Linked DNA regions of Zea mays: region 1 is linked to region 2. A link is a contact called in public Hi-C data. All regions are on one chromosome and are shown on one strand. Each heading gives the region's core, a stretch centred on a gene start, on an enhancer-like site or on the middle of the called end of the contact. The rest is flanking DNA. Distances are from core to core; before and after follow the strand shown. Region 1 holds the start of LOC103629262 (probable serine/threonine-protein kinase WNK2). Region 2 has its middle 5.1 kb from the start of LOC118472178.

Region 1 (2,700 bases), core at 104-2,603, 190 kb before region 2:
TTCATGTGTGGGATACGATCTTGGAAGCCTTCGTGCCCTCCGGTTGCATCCAAATGAGGCATACTAGGCGCCTTTCGAGCGACCCATTGGGGGCCTTGCAAACGTCCCATGGAGCATAATTGAGCTGTGGTGATCCAAGAATATCTATCCCCCACACATACCCTTAGATGTGCTCCAATGGATCCCTCAGAACCTCCCCACCGACATCTGTGTGTATGGACAAGGTGAAAACACGTCCAACGTTCCCCCTCACCTCACCAAGAATGTGGGGGAATATGAAAATCCATCTGATGGAGGTGCTGTAATCTCCCCTATTCGCTAATCACTATGTTTATTTATTTGTGTAATTAATCCTTTTCGTGCTCTATAATATGATAATAATGTGTATTAAAGTAGTACACAAATTAGATGATTTTAAACTTAAAACGTGACATACAAATATTAAATAGTTGAGTATAGTATATAGAGGGAGCTGAATAGGGGTATTGTTGAAGAAAAGGAGAAATATGGGGATGAATCTTTTAACAGGAGGTATTAAAATATGAATAAAAGGCGCGAATTGGAGATTTAGGAGGAAGAACCGTTGGAGTCAACTTTATGGCCTGGTCTTATAGTTGACACTTGGATATGTACGATTTCTTGATAGTAGATGCTAGAAATTTATTTTATTATTAAAACAACTTGGAATAAACAAGGCATGCAGTAAGATTAGAGACAAAGTAACCCTAATATGGAAATACATTCTATAAAACAAGTTAGCCTCAACTATCAAAATCAAGAGTGTCCTCTCACAAGAAGTGCCTCTGAAGGCAAAAACCTTATAAGGCCGTCTACAACAGTATATCTAAAGTTTACCCAAAAACACTATTTTTGTACTGTTGTGCGCTGTAGACTGTATTGTTCGCATAGTAGAGTCTGAATATGGGTATGAGTAAGCTGCTGAAGATAGCCTAAGGGGCTCTACATCTAGTCAACAACTAATATGCAATCAGACCTTATGTGTAAGTGTGCAAGCAAACATCTTGGTCCGTTAGATCATGATTCAACTGTAGATATAATCGTGGTTTATTAGGAGTTTTCTATAAAACTACACGAGCCAGTGATAGAAGATTTAAGTATCAAATGTGATACATGGTTGGATCATGATCTAACGGATCAAGAGTCTCACGTGGTCGCTTGTACGTAAGGTCTAATTACATATTAGTTGTTGCACTACATCTATTAGTCAAACTGGCGAAGCTGTGAGCTAAAAGAGTATTGATTATGTTTGTATTTTTTCCAATTATTTTCTAATTGAAAGAAACACATTGTATAAGCAAAACCTTATATATACTTGATATTCTCGTGTTTTTGTATTGGTAAAGCCACATGTTAATATTGTTGAATTCCGTTGCAGGATACAGAATGCCATAAATGCTGGTATATCCAGGAAAAAATCATACATAGGAACCTGGATGATCCTCGAGAGGCTACGTGAGTACGTGACTCACTCTGAGTCTCGATGACCTTCGTCTCCACTCTCCAGCACGCAGTCGCAGTTGTCGTCTGGGGTGGTGGTGGTGGTGGGCCGAGGTGGAGTCGTCGGATCTCACACACGCAACTCTCTCAAGACTCAAGAGAGGAAAGGTTGCTTTCCGGCCGGAAAGGGAGGCGAGCGCGAGACCCCTGTGATCCCAATTAAGCGCCCAGCCGCGACGGCCCCAAAACGGCAAACCTCCCCAGCCCGCCCGCCCGCGCCGCCCGACCGCGATGCCACCCACGCCGCCGGAGACGGAGACGGAGCCGGAATTCGCCGAGGTCGACCCCACCGGCCGCTACGGGCGGGTAATGCCTCTCTTCCCTTCCCCCGACCACCCTCCCCGCCTCCGATCCCTCGCCACCCCCGCTGCCGTGCTCACGCATTCCGCACTCTTGCAGTACACGGAGGTTCTCGGCAAGGGCGCCTTCAAGACGGTGTATCCTTCCATTCCCCCTGGGCGTTTGACGCCTGGGTCTGATTCGGGGCCCTTTGACTTCGCGCGATCGATTAAAGATCCCGGCTTTACGCGGTCCATGCCATGGGAGGGGACCGTTTCTTAGGTTCTCGCCGATTTGGATCGGCTCCATGGTTTCTGATGCGCTCATTGCTCAAAGTTCCAGGCCCGATGCCACTCTCTCTATATATGAATATGATGCCTCACATATTGCCTTTTTGTTGGGAATCCTGATCTCCTTTCATTTAAAATACGTGACCGCATTGCTCTGCTGTGACTGCCTGATGCATTGTCTCCATTTCAGTTCCCAATTCCATTTTGTACCTTCTGTCCTAGGCTATCAACTCGACATTTTGGTATGGCGGTTACGGGCTTACAGCCAGGGTGGTTTTACTTGGTGCTATCAAATGAAGACCCACATGTTTACCCACGGGGGATGGAATATTTTCTTAGGTTCTTGGCACTTTGCCCAGTGATTGCATCGTGCCACTTGGATTGGCTCGATGCTTTCTGATGCGCTTGTTGTCCAAAGTTCCTGCCCTGATGCCTCTAGGTGCAGCCTCTTGGGGCCTAGCATACTCTGTCTAACAATATATTGCTGTTCAGTGCAAATTCTGACATTCTTTCATTTGAATACATTATCGCATTGCTGTGCTGCGATTTCTCGGTGTGTTATCTTCTTTTCAGTTTCCCATTTCATTTGTACCTGATGTCCTATGCTTATTAA
Region 2 (2,901 bases), core at 332-2,831:
TCAATATTTTCAAACCCTTCCTTGAAGTCACTCGAGATACAACAACATAAAGTTGTCCATGGGTGAATACAGTTTTTTTGAGATAAATACCTACCAGTGATAGTGTTTGGCCCTGGCTTTTATTGATTGTCATAGCATAACAAATGTTTATAGGATATTGTCTCCTTTCAAGCACAAAAGGAAGTTTGGTTGTCTTGATGTAACACCTCAAATCATATTTTGGGTAATTTAAGTTTATCCTAAGGTTTAAATAATTATGGTTTAGAACAAAAAATTTAAATAAAGGATCCTCATATAAAATTAATAGTGTCATTGAATTATATGTTCAGAAGTATTCTCCATAAGATTTAAATTAAATTATCTCTCCATAAAGATCATACAAAATAAATGGTCATAAAACATTAAGTTTTGAATAAGATTTTAATTGGACAAACAATGTATCTCTTGAAAATTAAAGTTATTTATGTGTGTGCAACACATTTGCATCATTTGAAATATGATAGTTAATATAAAAATATAATAATAATAAGTATATATTGCATCATGTTGGGATTTTGTTTTCTGCATTTGAAATGTGATATTCAAAATCAAACTTTAACTTTGATATGAATTTGAAAGGTTGAAAATAGGAAACATGAAATAAAAAAAATAAACAAAGAAAAAAAGAGGAAGCCAGATGGGCCACTCTTCCACATTTCGGCCCAACTCTGCCATTGGTGCCTCTCACCTGGGAGCCTGGCATGTCGGCCCAGCTTGTCAGGGTCGTCTTCAAGCTGGAGGCTCACCCGAGATCTGCTCGGTGATTTTCACTACTTCGTCCACCTTTCCCCTCGGCCATGTGCGCTCTCTGTTGCCCGGATGGCTGACCGCGAGATGGGGGCGCTAGACATTCTTTCCCCTCTCAATCTCGCACATGGAGTAAACATCGGGGTTGTTTTGTTGTGGTAACAGCCCAAAAATCCCGCCTATCAAGCACCCTTAGGCTCGGACTGTCCTACCCCGGTGATAAATACCTGGGTACCGCACCCCCCTTGGCGAACTCCTGTCGAGCCCCGCCTTAGAGCACGTCGTTGCGGCGAGTAGCTGGGAAGGAGATGGAGGGCCACCATGCAGGGTGGGTGAAGATCTGGTTCACCGGCATTGTGCCCTCGGCGGTTGGCAGGGGGTCTTCCTCGTGTCTCATGGGGGACGCCCATGACCTCATCAGGTGAACTTGAAACCGGTGGTGCATGGAATTGCTCAACGGAATGTATGGCCACCACCATGTCGCAGGTCCTCGAGGCCATGATCCTCTGATGCTCCAGTCCTTAGGTAAGGTCCCCAGACATCTTCGCTATTTTCGTAGCACCGTTTAGAATCAATCGGATCGGGGGTTTGATCCTGGGTGCACGGATTCGGCTTTCTCTGGCGGGCCCTCCACCGTGGGCAGGGCGCCTCCACCGTCGGTAAAGTTCGTGTGGGAGAAGACGCGTGGGGGCCATCAGATCGAAAATGGATGGACACGATAAGATCTCGCGTATCGTTCGGACATGGGGGAATGGTGACCGTCCGATCGTCAGGAACAATGTAGATTTGACTAGGTATGCGCTCTGAACTCCGCGTCCTTCCACCTTTCGATCTTGATCGGTGGGGCGTGGGTAATTAAGGCTTCTATAACATCCTGACCGTCGATCTTCGAATCAACAACCTCAAGCGTGTACCGCTTGGGTTAAAGCCAGATCTAATCCACACCATTGGGATCGGATCTGACAATTGGGAGCACGTTCTGGTTCGTCTGGGGTCCGATCTAATCCTGACGGTGGGCTTGTGATCCAACAGTCCTAGTCGAAGCGTACCTCTTCGGCCATGTAAATTTGCAAAAGAATCCTTAAATGTTTTAAGAATCAACCCGCGCTCCACGGCAATACAAAAGTAATTACAATAGAGCCCTAGAATTTGCAGTTTTGACCCAGAGCTCTGTGGTATTAATGGCCCCAGTCCAGATAGCTGAGTAATTGATTAAAATAAATACAGAAATCATTTTTAGTGCAAAAAATAAAGTCCCAATCTTAGGAAATTCATAACTCTATGAATTTAACTCTTTTTTGATCCATTCCAGTTGCAATAAATTCATATTATAATTGTTTATCATCTGGTAACCTTATTTTGTTATGAAACATAGGTTAAAATTATGCACTAAATTTCTTTTGTATCCAACCTTAAATCTACAGAAAACCACAACTCGTTAACCATAACTCCGAATTTAGTGGTTCTCGAACCTAGGATCGAGTTACGACGCGTAGATCATTATTATGCACTATGTTCTTATGTTTGGTGTGATGTTAATTTTGCATATACCTTGTTTATTTGTATTGCTACGAGTAGAGGCGAGTTTACGAGTCACTTGAAGAACTAGTTGGTACCTAGGAATCTCGAGTCTAAGGCAAGTTATGCCCTTGATCACTTTTTTACCCAATAATGTTCCTGTTAATCACTATGACATGCTCAGGTTAATCTGATGTAACCTAATAGGTTTCCCTAGACTTATTTATCCCACATCTTGTTTACCACTGAACTTTTGGGCAGTTTTGCTATTGCTTTACCTGATTTTGGGATAAATATTATATTATGATCATGTTCTAGTTATACTGTTGTTCTAATTATTGTTCATGACAAGATCATTGTGTTAATTGGAACATGTTGCTTAACTTCAGATATTCGTGCTACCACAAGGGTGGAATGGGACGCCCTTGGCTGACTAATTAGGAAAGCTAGTGGAGGACTACCTTACCCAAAAGGGGCAAGGGCGGTAGAGGAGCTGCGTATAGGGAGGTTCTCGAGTCGATCATGCTGCGATGGCTTTTTGGACGAAGGATTCCTATATTGCCCTTCTCAGAAACCGTAGCGGTGGAACTTTGTAAA

The links. A called contact is a pair of places that touch in the nucleus more often than the background predicts.
Region 1: a contact with region 2 is called in a Hi-C map of leaf, with 6 times the contacts expected there. The contact joins the promoter of LOC103629262 here to the enhancer-like site in region 2. A contact is called at or near these places in 6 of 25 Hi-C or Micro-C datasets (bundle sheath, ear, leaf and 1 more).

The regions. Positions count from the first base shown.
Region 1 is chr6:47,734,363-47,737,062 of Zm-B73-REFERENCE-NAM-5.0, reverse strand. It overlaps LOC103629262 (probable serine/threonine-protein kinase WNK2), which reads left to right and starts at 1,353. Exons shown (of 9, transcript XM_008650431.4): 1 at 1,353-1,824; 2 at 1,918-1,955. The coding sequence starts at 1,750.
Region 2 is chr6:47,545,566-47,548,466 of Zm-B73-REFERENCE-NAM-5.0, reverse strand. No RefSeq gene overlaps it. Among protein-coding and RNA genes, the nearest start is that of LOC118472178, 5.1 kb to the right of the region's middle. Within about 2 kb of position 1,581, at least 18 of the 20 cell types and tissues checked have an H3K27ac peak or open chromatin away from gene starts, as enhancers often do. A contact at or near this core is called in bundle sheath, ear, leaf and 1 more, where this site is marked.